2 separate regions of the Mus musculus genome follow, and region 2 is linked to region 1. Evidence: chromatin contacts called from public Hi-C data. All regions are on one chromosome and are shown on one strand. The core of a region is the stretch at or near the end of the contact, and the rest is flanking DNA. Distances in the headings are between cores, read along the strand shown.

Region 1 (6,269 bases), core at 1,005-3,504:
AATAAATAAATCGTTTTATAAGGGGGAACCTGTGGGTCCCCTCCTGGCTCTCTCTGCCCCTTCTCTTCCTGACTGTCTTCTCTCCCTGATCCCTTTCTCCCTCTCGTCCCCCTACACATGTTCCTAGCTGGCCTCTTCCCTTCCCTTCCCTTCCCTTCCCTTCCCTTCCCTTCCCTTCCCTTCCCTCCCCTCCCCTCCCCTGCCCTGCCCTGCCCTGCCCTGCCCTCCCCTTCCCTTCCCTTCCCTTCCCTTCCATTCCCTTCCCTCCCCTTCCCTCCCCTCCCCTCCCCTCCCCTTCCCTTCCCTTCCTTTCCCTTCCCTTCCCTTCCCTCCCCTTCCCTCCCCTTCCCTCCCCTTCCCTCCCCTTCCCTCACTTCCCTTCCCTCACTTCCCTTCCCTTCCCCCTACCTCTCTCTCTCTCTCTCTCTCTCTCTCTCTCTCCTCCCTTCCCAGCTCCCCTTCTCATACCCTAAATAAACTCTATTCTATACTAAACCTCTCTCATGGCTGGTCCCTCAGGAGGAAGGGGTGCCCAGCAGGGGCCCACAGAGGCAGCCTTCTCACCTCACCATACTGCGTTCTATCAAACACATCTTTTTTTATAAAACACAACAGTGGTATTTTGATACAGGATCTCACACTGTAGCCCATGCTGATCTAGAACTCACTACATAAGTCAAGCCTTAAACTCACTGAAATCCTCCTGCCTCAACTTCTCTTGTGTTGAGATTCCTTCCAGGCATGAACCCCTAGGCTTGGCTTAGATGGGTTAAGTTTCTGGTGCCTGCATGAGATGAAAACCAGAGATGTACACCTGAGAGTCCCAGTGGGGAAGGAGCTGAAGCTGGGTGACGGTGATCTGTCCCCAGGGATGGGGGGGGGGGAGCTGAACTAAGGCAGAGCTCAAAGCAGGAGGGCCTTCTACTGAGTGTACTCTAACCTACCAGCACCATCCCTGTATCTCACGGTACACTCACGGTACACTCTCACCCCAGTCACCATACTGAAGAAGGCAAGCAAACACGTGGGGGTGTCGAGCCATCTGCTCCTGTCACGGCCCCATTCCCTGCTAGACTGGAGTAAATGAAGTCCCTGAGGCTTCTGTGCTGCTTTGGGGCCACCCCACCTGACTGAGCAAAACTGAGGGAGACCAGACCCTCTTGACCACACCACATCCCAAACAGAGATGAAAGAACAAAATAAATGCTAGTGTTTTAAAGTCATGAAACCTGGGGATCTTTATTTGTAGCAATAGATGACTGACAAAGACTAGAATCTCATCCCCGGCCAAGAAATGTGTCCATTCCACAGAGAAGCGATGCCCTGGGCTGGCCTCACCCACCTTAGACTCTTGCATAACTTCACCTTGCTCTTCCTTTCTCCAGAAGCTCTGCCACACTGCTGTTGAGTTCCTAGCCCCCCACCCCACCTTGGTGGTCCCTGGATGTCCCCCACTAAAATCAGGCATCTATCTCCACCTCCAGGAGCCAAAAGGAGCAGTCAGGAGGCAGGGGTGGGGGACTTTGGGCAACAAAGACTGCAAGGTCTCTGGGCTCCCAGAAGCACACTCAACTTTCATTCAAGATGCTTATGTGAGGACCTCTACTGTCAGGCAGAATGATGATGACAGCCCAGAGGACCAGCAGGAAGGTGGAGCAACACAGCCTACAGAGGTAAAAGTGCTGAGATGCAGGTGGTTTCAGATTTGCACCAAAGCCAGGAACTATGGGGAGTTATGCAGTACTATGTAACTATGTAACTATGGGGAGTTATGCAGTACTATGTAACTATGTAACTATGGGGAGTTATGCAGTACTATGTAACCTTTAAAGCATTACTGGGGTTGCTGGGATATGGTAGCTGTGTGGGCATCGAGTAAGAGGAAGGCATCAAAGAGAACTGTGTTCTGGAATCCCTGGGCATTTGTGTGAGTGTGCCAATAGGGTATATGTGTGGGTATGGAGCCTGGCTGCAGTGGAAGGGCATGCTTGCTTTGGGACAGGCCCAAATGACACTGTGTGTGTGTGTGTGTGTGTGTGTGTGTGTGTGTGTGTGTGTGTGTGGTGTTATTATTTGTGAGTTGGGAATGTGTCTTCACTATCGTCAGGAGAAGGCAGTGAGTCCAAGACACAGAAACCCCAGTGTTCCCAGGAGCACACACCATGTCCCCTCCCCACACCTCAGGAGGCCTAAACAGAGGCCTCTTTGGAACAAGCCTGGAGAGGAACCAGAGGGGTCCTAAGCTGCAGCCTTCCATCATAGCTCAAGGGCGCCCCCTCCTGGAATTCTGGGTGTCTCCTAAACCCTCTGAAGACCACGCTACAGACTGTTTGCCTGAAGAGCTCAGAGCTAGTCTCTGTGCCTGCCAGGTGGCTGACCTCTGTCCTAAAGGGACAATAATGGGTTCTGGGTTCAGGTTGCATGATGCACAGACGTGACAGCCAAGTCTCAAACTCAGAAATATTAACATAGATCTTCAGAATGACATTCCCAGTTCTGTAGGGTTTTCAGGGGGTTGTGCTTACTTCCCATGATTTCTTGCTGTCTTAGAGACACTGAGTTCAGCAAAAGCGGAACTTCATCCTGTGAGACATCTGTTTCTGGCGAGGCCACCTTACAGCCTCCTTGGTTCCGCCAAGGCTACCCTGGAGAGCTGGTGCCAGTGCTCTGGTTCCAGTGAACACAGCCCATTCTGGACCATGGGCTTCGTTCAGTCCCAGAGACAAAAGGCAGAACTCTGAGGATCCCCTGAAGGCCAACAGCAGGGCAGCAGATGTGTAGATTTCTAGAGCTCCACTTCTTGGGTTCCAATTCCAGCTTGTGACTTGAGCACATAGCCCCCAGGCCTCAGTTTCCCCACCTATAACCTACGGCGACAGCAATGATCCCAACCTTGTGGGATAAGAGCAAACCCAGTGGGAACTCAAAGCCCTGTGTCCACATTCCAGACATGTGGACAGTCACTTGAGCAGTTGTTCCCTACTTTGCATCCGGGAAAGACATACGGCCCTGTCTTCCACCTTGAACGCCCCTAGGCATGACTACCACCTAGTGGATATGAGGTTGGATGGAGTAAAATGGTCACCATATGCCAACTACTGCTTCAGCCCACCCCCCTTCATCCACTCCCACCCAGAGGTGCCTAGGGTGAGGACCTACACTCTTTTCTCTCATTCCTCTTGGAAGATGCTGGCCTGGTAGGGACAAGCATCTAGGCACAGCACCCTGCATACCTTGCCTGCAGACAGCTCCTCTCACAGAACAAAGGATCCCAGGGTAACACTGGCAATTGTCTCTGGGCTCTGCTCTGGTTTGCATACTTGCTGTGATCACCCCTTACAACAAAAACAGTCTCTTCCCTGTCTAAATAATAAAGTAATTTGTTACACCTAATTACTCAAGGATTTCCTTCAACTGGGGGGGGGGGGGGGGTAGATCCACCCAGATCCCTGCCCCATCTTGCTCGCATGGTCCCAAAGATCCTCCTAATGTATTCTGGATCATAGATTAGTGGGGAGCCAAGAATGGTCCATGCTGGGCAGAACCGCTCAAATCCATCCCGGCAACGTGAAGCGGTGATTTATTGTGACATGAAGTGTGGGACATTTCCCCAGCTTTTGTGATTGTGGTAATGAAGCTGTAAACCAAATAGCATGAAATGAGGCAAGGCCTTACAATTTAATCAGCTCGTAAACAGATCTACTGCATCAAGCAAATGACATTATTATCCATCCGAAGTAAATCATGCTAATCTCGGGAGATAAAATCAACATCGTTAATGGTCACATGTCATATTCATCAACACTAAACCATCCCCTTTGACAGATTAATCCTAACTACAGCTCCCACGATGTATGGTAATAGGGCTTGGAGCATGCATTTCACTCTGCGCCAGGCTAACCAGCACTCTTAGGCTGCTATTACAAATAATTTTTTATTGATTTACATATTTTAAAATGCATTTAAGGTGAGGCACCATTAAAAACCCTGTCACCCACCCATATTTCTTCCCTACATTCCCAGACTTTATTAATAGGAGCGGGAAGACAAACATAGGAAGCCTTATAAATAGTTTGTTTGGGCACTGTTATGGGTAATTAAGATGGATCCGGGTTTGGGAGGGGCACAGGGACAGGTGAGAAGTGGGAGGAGGCATTCGAGCTGAGGACCCTTTGTGGCTAGGGTGCTGAGACCAGCCTCTGTCTGCTTCCTGTGTTCCCTAGAGATGCCAAGAGGAAGGGAATGAATGTGCCCCCAAATCTGGCCCCAGGGTCTTCTCTCTCCCCATTTCTCTCACATCCTGCTTCCACCAAGTCCCCCCAGCCTGTGGTAAGTGCACATAAGCCTTCAGTCTTTGTAGAGTAGCTTCTGACTTCAGATGCCAAATGTATTTATTTATCATGAGGCTGACCTAGGATGAATGCTCCCTGGAAAGTGTCCACTATTCAAAATGTCACTTCCCCTCACCAGGCCATGCGTTATATTGACAGGCACACTTTCAGAGGCCTCTGAGTGACCAGGATGGATGGAGGGCTGCCATACAGGCATGGTGCCTGGGCAGAGGAAGTGAGGAAGCGAGGGACGCATGGGTACCAGTACCCAAATATCTGTACCCACCACAAGGGGCACAGAATCAGCAGGAGCCAGGATGGTGGCAAGAAATGCATTCTGGAGACTCACAAGGCTGTAATGCATGCTGGAAAAGAGACAGACATCTACAGAAGCCCTTCTATCCTTCTCATGGACACACTGGGGGGCTTCCTGTCCACTCGTGGAACTAAGAGCACATAGAGGGTGGAAAAGAGGGAGTCTCTCTCTCTTCTGAACCACAGATGAGAAATAGCGGGGGGGGGGGGGGGCTTGGGGCTGCCACCCGTGGCTGGACAGATGTTGCATTGCACAATGGCACCTCTTGGAAGTATGCAGGGCAGTAACCACGGAAGTCCTCATTTCTTCATGACCCATGGTCACACCAGCCTGAATAGACATCCAAAAAAAAGGACTGGGGAAATAGTACAGCCCTCCTACTGCTGGGAAGACATGCCGTGTTTAATAGATGCAGCAGGAGCCTGAATACTCCCATGCCCAGGCCTGTGCTTTATAAACCTGCATCTATTGATTAGGCCAACTAATGAAATGAGGCAGAGAGTAAATTAGTTCAGGGTTTTAGGTGGCATCCAGTCAAGGGCTTGGAACCCACTGGGCTCTAAGAACCTCTAAAGATTTTGTACCCTAGGTTCTCTTGGACCTTTCCTGAGAGCTCTGAATTGTTGCTTCCCTTTTGGGGTTCCTGGGGTGTTAAGACTACTCTCTCCTGAAGTTGCTCAATTTAAGTGAATATGGGCAGTTGATCTTTAAACTTTACTACAGCCAGAATTTGCTGGTGGGCGGTTAAAACACAGATTTCTGGGTCCTCGCCCTAACAGTTTCTTTTTTCTTATGTAAGACCAGAGAGATGGCATTTCTAGCAAGTCCCCACGTGCTCTTAAAATTGCTGGATCCAGAATCATGCTTTGAGGACAGAGTCAAGAACACCCAGGCAGGAGCACAGGGAACAGGGTATAGGGAGCAGCAGTAGGGCCCTAGCACAGCCCAGGTGGGTTACAACAGGAAACTAAAACCTGCACAAGGTATGAAGCCAGCGGTGAGCTGCCTGTCCCAGTGCTCTTTCCCCTTCTAAGCTTATAGGACTCTACAAGCATGGATGAGTTAAATATGGCTAATAAGCAAGATCGAGTCTTAATTCAGCATGTGTTCTGTAAGCCAGAGGTGGCTGGGTTCTTCTAGCCCCACGTTTGTCCAACCTGCCCTGTGTCCTAGTGTATCTCTTCTGCCAGCCTATCCTCTCATCTACCACGGAACAACCCCAACTTGTAGGAGGACAAAGATTGCAGAGAGACAAAGAGAAGGCAATAGCCAGAATCCTCACAAGTGACTAAATGTAAGCTGAGCATGGTAGCTTACATTTAGCCTTTAATCCCAGCTCTCAGGAAGCAGAGGCAGCTGGATCTCTGTGAGTTCAAAGCCAGCCTGGTCTACAGAGTGAGTTCCAAGACAGCCAGAGCCACAAAGTGAGACTCTGGGTCAAAAAATCAAAACAAAATAACAATGAAATGAGCTAAATGTTTCCTGCATATCTAAGTAGGAATCAAGACAAGACTTCAAATATGTGTGGTTTTTTTTTTTTTTTCTGAACAGCACCAGCTTCAGATTCTGCTGTAGCAACTTAGTAGGTGAGCGTCCATGCTCTGTTGATATCAAGATCATTC
Region 2 (6,855 bases), core at 4,230-6,729, 840 kb before region 1:
TCTATATCCATTAATTATGAATAATACAAAAATCTGAAGAAATAGCCATCTGATATACAAAAGCCGTTTCCAACTGGGTAAAGTAGCTGCTGGCATTGATGAATGACTAAAGTTGTGATGTGCTCATTAAGATAAAGGGACAAACAGCAGCCTGCACTCCTGTCAGAGGTACTCTTGTTATCAATTACAACCACAGATACAGGCAGCAGATACCAGAGTTGGGCCCAAATCATTCTAAATGTCTGAGAGAATCAAGCAGCTGGATAAAAATTTGGGAGATTATATACGCTTGCTTAACTTCTACCAACTATGTTCTATATATCTATAAGGTAAATTAATATATAATAATTTATGTATATGTATGACATATTCATACATTTTATACAGAGGCCTTGCCAAACATATATCCAACACACACACACACACACACACACACTATATATATATATATATATATATATATATATATATATATATATATATAGTCTTTTAACCAGTAACAACATAGGGAGCATGTTTGAAGTTGTGAAGGAAAGGGGTTATTTTCTGGCCCAAGAAAAAACACAACAATAACAACCTAATTAAGCTTCAAGGATTCCACCTTTGACAGTTCCAAAATTTGTGTATTGTTTTCCTCATTTTCTCTGCTCAATGTTTCCAAGATTTAGAGATAGGATCTTTTTGGCTGTGTGATTTTACTTTTTTTTTACTTAAATTCTTTAGGCCATACTATTCTTGACTATAAAACACAATGGTAACAATAGTTATAAGCAGAAGGAAAAAGAAGAGCAGGAGGAGGAGGAGGAGACCAAGATACAGTAAACATTTCTGGCTACTTTGTGCCTATAACTGTGTTTATCACTTTCCAAGTATTTATTAACTCACTCAGTCTCCAGCAGTACCCTACAGTTACAACTCCCAGTTTGGTTTTATAGAAGAGGAAGCTGAAAACCAACCAAGTTAAGAAATTGGAGTAAGACCTCATTCCGGTTCTTGAGTTACCAGGAGCGCTGGAGCTGAGCCAGAAATCCAGGCAGTGTTCCTCCAATAGCCCCTGCCTGGACTAGCACAATGAACGCAGACCCTCATTAGTTAGTATCAAAGGAGACACTGATCTTTCCTACCACTTATAACATATTAACTACGGTTTCTTTGTGTTCCTCTAATTTCATACCCTTACAACTTGACTCTAAGCTTCTTAAGAGACAAACATGCACAGCTCTTCTCACCCTTCCCAGCATCCACCTGCAGTGTGTGTAAGTGCCTACTCAATGAATGTGCTTTCATGCACCGTACATCTCACTTACTGAACTCTGAGGCCCTAAGTGATAACCAAAATCAGTCTACAGATGCACTGTGTAACTGCAAGGGATTAGCCATCTTCAGCAAATCACTGCCAATGGCATTTTCCATCTGGTTTTGTAGGGCTGTCGTGGAAATAATATTATGTCATGGTAGTCCTACAGGCTTGATTTATTTTGGCTTAAAAGGAGGAACTTGTCTCATGTGTCCTTCTTCCTCTCACAGAGGTTTTTATTTTTATTTTTCCCCCCTTCTCAAGGGCTGAGGGTCAAGTTCTGTCCTTGGAACCAAAGTAGTTTTCCAAAATGAGGTGAAGCAGCCTTGTCAAGCTGGGCCAGATCTGCTGTCAGAGCCTTTCCCAAATACATCAGGCCCTCTGCTTGTAAAAATAAATTGATACCAATGCACGAAATTTATTAGGAGATGACAGCCCGGTTCATAATGGAAATATGGAGAAAACATCATCCTTCAAAGCTGACAGTTTATCCATCATGCCTCAGATTCCTGAGATAGAAGCAGACGCTGTCACATGCAATCCGCTGAGGACACATCTTCTTGGGTTTCCTTATGACAGGAAACTGAAATAATCCAGAAGAAGGGAAGGGCTTGTGCTATCCTTAATGTGCTCAGCCATATATTTTCAGCATCACAGAAGGACCATGTGGCCAAGGCAATGAATGATGGAGGAAGTAGGGCGGCTGGAACTCTCAAAGGCCTCTCCTTTTCTCTTGGGGGTGATGAACTGGGGCAGAGGTCACAGGGGGTTATGGACCATGGTGATGGACAGCAATGCCCTGCTATGCATGAACAAAACCAACAGGTGGCAGAACAGCCCTGAGCACAGGCCACAGCTGGCTCAGCTTCAAGTCTGAGGTCATCTTGCCCTCCCTACATATTCTGCTCAGTTTTTTTATGTCTATTGATAAATTGGAGACAATTTAGAAGAGCCATTTTAATGAGGGATCGATGCAAGAATATTTCTGGGGATCACACGGGGCCTGATTCTCTGCAAGCTTAATGAGACAACCTGCTGCACCTTGTATGAAATAATTGTGTATTCAAAGCTCTTTTGCAAAATATAAGTTTGGTAGTAAATTAGAATGAAGTAAACATGATATTAGAGGAGAAAAAAATTATTATCAATTTCATTTAAACATATTTATATTTCAGACTTCATTCTTTGGAGGTTCAAAGTTATTATGGTTAGGAACTTTTTAATGTATTTATTTTTAAATACTTATGTTTTTATGTATTTGTATATGTGTGTGTGAGCCTTTATGGGTTTATGTACACCATGTATGAGTAGGAGCCTATGGAGTCCAAGAGAGTGCATCCGATTCCATGGAATTGGAGTTAACATGTGGCTGAGAGCAGCCAGGTGGGTGCTGGTAACTGAACCCAGGTCCTCTGCAGTGGCAATAAGTGCCCTTAACCCCTGACCCATCTCTTGAGTCTCTGGGAAGCTTTTTAAATGAGATAATTCAAACTTTCAAATGCACAGAAAGTTATCAATATGAAACAGAAATCTAAACAGATAAGGACAATCTTAATGGCCTCTTAGTCTATTTTTAAATATTGTGTGTGTGTGTGTGTGTGTGTGTGTGTGTGTGTGTGTGAATGTATGCCATGTCTGTGCACACAGAGAGAAAAAGAGGACACTGCATTTCTCAAAGCTGAAATTACGGGTAGTTGTAGGCTACCAGACAGAGGCTCTGGAAATGAAGCAGGAGCCTTTTCAAGAGTAGCAAGTGCTCTCCACACTGAGCTGTCTTGCCAGGCCAACCTGAAATTGTTAACCCAATCTTTATATGAGGAAGGAAAATCTTAAAGGTTCCATTTAAATGTGAATGTGGCTGGGTATAGTGGCTCCTGCTTACAAACCCAACTTTGGTAAAGTTTTGGAAGGGGGTTGTTAAAAGTTCAAGGCTAGTCTTAGCTACAGAGTGAGTTCTATGTGAAAAGACTTATCACCGTGGGTGGTGGTGACTCAGCTCAGTGGGTAAAGGTGCTGGCTGTTGAGCTAGACACACTGAATTCAATATCCAGAGGGACCCTCATGGTGGGAGGAGAGAACTCACTGCTACAAGTTGTTTTCTGGTCCAGGTGTACACAGCAAGATACATGTTCAAACATGTACATCACACACACACACACACACACACACACACACACACACACACACACAGCCACATGCACCAATGAATACAATTTTTTAAGAATTAAAAACTTATTATCCAGACACTTACACATCAGTGCTTGCTGTGGCATTACTCACAGTAGCTAAGTTATGGGAACTACCTATCTGTCCAACAGCAGAGGAACAGAGGAAGAAAGCATGGAGCACTTGCACAATGGAACATTTCAAGCCATTAAAAAAGGATGAAGTTACACCATTAACCGGGAAATGGATGCAACTGAAGTAGCTACAGTAAGTGAATAAGTCAGCCTCAGAAAGATACGTACTGCATGTTTTCTCTTCTTTGTGGATCGCAAGGTTTGTAAAGATACAGACAATCATATATGTACAGATGGTGTGCAAGTACAAGAGAAACTCACTAGTGCAACAGACCAAGGGGAGGATCGATGTGAGAAAGGGGGTGTGCTCAGTGTGCGTCATCCACTTCCACAGAAATGGCCTATGTGACACAGAACTAAGTGCAATAAAAAATAACCACATGAATTTAAAATAAAAAAAGTGACTAAGGTACAAGGCATCTTTGCTTGAGTGTCCGACTAGTTAGGAAACCATTACTACATACAGGACACTGCAAATAAACTGTCATGTTCGCTCTGTTATAAGGGGTTGCATAGGATATGTGTATGCTATGAGTAACACTGAGTTAGCCCAAATCCTGATCCAAAGATTGTGCGTTGCTTCACTCCTCGAAACACATCCCCAAGAACAGCAGGAGGATTAAGCTACATGACTGTTAGGTCCTTATTCACAGGTACCAGGGTTGAAGATGCACAAGAGGATCTCTAACTCTGAGACTGCAGATCCTTCACATATCGTCTCTCTATGAAGCAAGTGAGCTTCTAATTGTCCTCTTTTGTTTTAGCCAATCTTCTCAAGCCCCTGTCTTAAGCAAGGCCTGAAAGTCTGTTGATTTCACGTGTCCAAAGTAAACAGCTCTGCCTTTTCCCTTGGCTTCCTCTGTGAGCACGCGCCAGCATGACTACACATTCATCCAGAGTTTATTTCAATGTTAGTGGGAAACAAGCCGTTTCCCAGCTTAATGAATAGCATCAGTGTCTGCCTTTTAACCAAAAATGTGACCTTAAACTTGATGGATCTCACCAGAAGGCACATTTTCGAATTACTTTTCTATTGGAGGCTTATGAATATAGTTCCCCAAATTATTGTGACAGCTGTGGGGTAGTGGCTGTGTCTCAGACTCAGACGTCACAAAATGGGAGAGTCACTTCTGAACGAGGGAGGGGGGGTAAGCATGGGGAAGAAAGCAAGACCCATACCAGGGAGAGGAACACAAAATCCAACTCTTTCGAGCCTTGAGCAACAGATTAGTCCTGGGAGGTAGCTGAAACCTTGCCTTTTCTGTCACCGCCATTTTTGTTTCCAGATCATTCTAAATGGGGGCAGAGAAGGCTGAGCTCTTACAGACTCTCCAAGAGGACATCTGATATATCTTCCTTATTAAAGATGACAGGGTATAATTGATGGGCCTGGTGCCTAGCCAGTTCTAACTTTTTCTTTTTTTCCTTCTTTTTTAGAGAATGCTGTTTAATGCGCGGACATTATTTTTGGACTACTGAATGCCAGAAAATAATGAGCTGGCATTCAGCTTTGGTGAATAAGACTCTGAATTTTCATCTAAAAGCAGTTTTGAGTTATGGCTGTAGATAAGGTGTAACTGTGCAAGGGAATTTTATCCATGTTTCTCCCATGAATCATGAATGAGGGAAAAAATTACAGTCTAAATTGCACTTAAAAGGAATAAAGTCTTTTCATGTCATACATGATTTATCAAAATGATCTCATTTTAAGGGGACTGTGGTGTATCTTGATTAATCGCATTAGGACGCGTGATGAATGGCCTCTTTAATGGTAACACAGGATTTATTGGCAGCATCCCGACTGGAACCAGAAGGGTAAGAAGTAAAATATACAATAGATAGCTAATGTAGATACGGCATCAGTACTGCCCTGACTTGTTTTAAAGTTGTACCTGGAGATTCATTGTCAGGATATTCTGAAACCTGGCCTAGAAGGGGAAGCATGCCTCTCACACAAACTTAGGTCCCAAGGCAAAGCCAGGCTGCCTTCTGTAATGTATTGTATGGCTTATACCAATTCCTTTGCATTTCTATAAGGAGTCTGCGTAAATGGGTTAAACTTTGCACATTCCCAGTAGAGAGAGGGGGGACATTGCATTTGGGTAACAGCACCGCCCCCACCCCTACCCCCTGGCAAAGCTATCTCCCTATTTCAATATCCTCTTCACATTTCACTTTAATATCCTAAACGTCTTAAAAAAAAAAGAAAAAAGAAAAAAAAAGCTGGCTCTCACTAATTTCCTCCAAGGCCGACAGATCAGAGGCTTGCCTCCAAGTGTTCTTTTAGAGCCCTGGAGACCCCCTCATAATCCTGCTGCTTGTCTGCAATTAATCCTCTGAGCTGCGACATTATTACTACCACCACCCACAGACAGAGGAAGCTCCTGACCCACTGGACTCGGGATCCCAAGGAGGCTTCAAAGGTGCCAATCACACCCGCCTCCCAAAGGTGCCTGCTGTCAGCCCCAGAGGTTCCATCCTCCCCACTGATCAAACATTCTTCCTCAGGAGATGAATTCAGAGTCTCCGCCCACTTCCGCCCATATCCTCTTTCGCTTTTGAGTTTACCCAATGATCCATCCTGGCCTCCAAAAGGGAAGCCACTGAGAATAGAAGCTTTCAAAACAAAAGCTGCAGAGGCAAACTTAAATCACAGCTGTTATCAACTTTAAAAAAAAAAAAAAAGAAGAAAAAGAAAGGAGAAAGGAGAGAGAGAGAGAGAGAGAGAGAGAGAGAGAGAGAGAGAGAGCAAAACATTTAAACACCTTAAGACAGGGAGGATTAGAGTCTGGCCTGAAAGGCCATTCTTTGATCAAAGACCCCAAGACTTTACACAAACATAATCACAAGGCAGCCGAGAGCTCTCTGAAGGCAGAATTGATTTGTTTGAAGGCAGGGCTTGGACCCGGTAGGGAAGCCCCATGCATGCTTGTCCTCTTCAGTCCCCATACATCTCCAGGCCCAGTGACTTAAAAACCATGTTTTTGTCCTTATGTCTCAATTGGGGCAGAAGGAAGCCACCATTGCCTCTGTGCGTACTTTAGCAGTCGAGCAACTGCCATATATGGAAGAAATCTTGGAAGGATAAGAGCAGAGCTTGTCCCGAGGGCTCGGCATGCCTTCTTGACTGTCAGGACCAGAGGGCCAGGGCTGACTCACAGACCTCATTAACATGAAAGATGGAGGAGTCACCAAGCATCAACATTCCCATCTAGAAGCACATCTTTAAAGTAGAGAGACAAAGTCATGAGGGGGTTG

The links. A called contact is a pair of places that touch in the nucleus more often than the background predicts.
Region 2: a Hi-C map of muscle stem cells shows a contact between it and region 1, with 4 times the contacts expected there. The contact joins two enhancer-like sites. A contact is called at or near these places in 5 of 39 promoter capture datasets (the C10 cell line, the HPC-7 cell line, HPC-7-derived erythroid cells and 3 more), 2 of 15 datasets of contacts at CTCF or cohesin (embryonic stem cells and stem cell-derived epiblast-like cells), 54 of 484 Hi-C or Micro-C datasets (the AML12 cell line, B cells, the BV-2 cell line and 39 more), 10 of 115 datasets of contacts at active chromatin or transcription factors (craniofacial prominence, embryonic basal ganglia, embryonic forebrain and 7 more) and 2 of 9 other capture datasets (embryonic tail and embryonic trunk).

The regions. Positions count from the first base shown.
Region 1 is chr14:21,965,151-21,971,419 of GRCm38.p6, reverse strand. No RefSeq gene overlaps it. Among named protein-coding and RNA genes, the nearest start is that of A330001L22Rik, 21 kb to the left of the region's middle. Within about 2 kb of position 2,254, at least 18 of the 459 cell types and tissues checked have an H3K27ac peak or open chromatin away from gene starts, as enhancers often do. A contact at or near this core is called in the STO cell line and muscle stem cells, where this site is marked.
Region 2 is chr14:22,812,780-22,819,634 of GRCm38.p6, reverse strand. All of the region lies in intron 5 of Lrmda (leucine rich melanocyte differentiation associated), which reads right to left. Among named protein-coding and RNA genes, the nearest start is that of Gm30926, 15 kb to the right of the region's middle. Within about 2 kb of position 5,479, at least 82 of the 459 cell types and tissues checked have an H3K27ac peak or open chromatin away from gene starts, as enhancers often do. A contact at or near this core is called in the STO cell line and muscle stem cells, where this site is marked.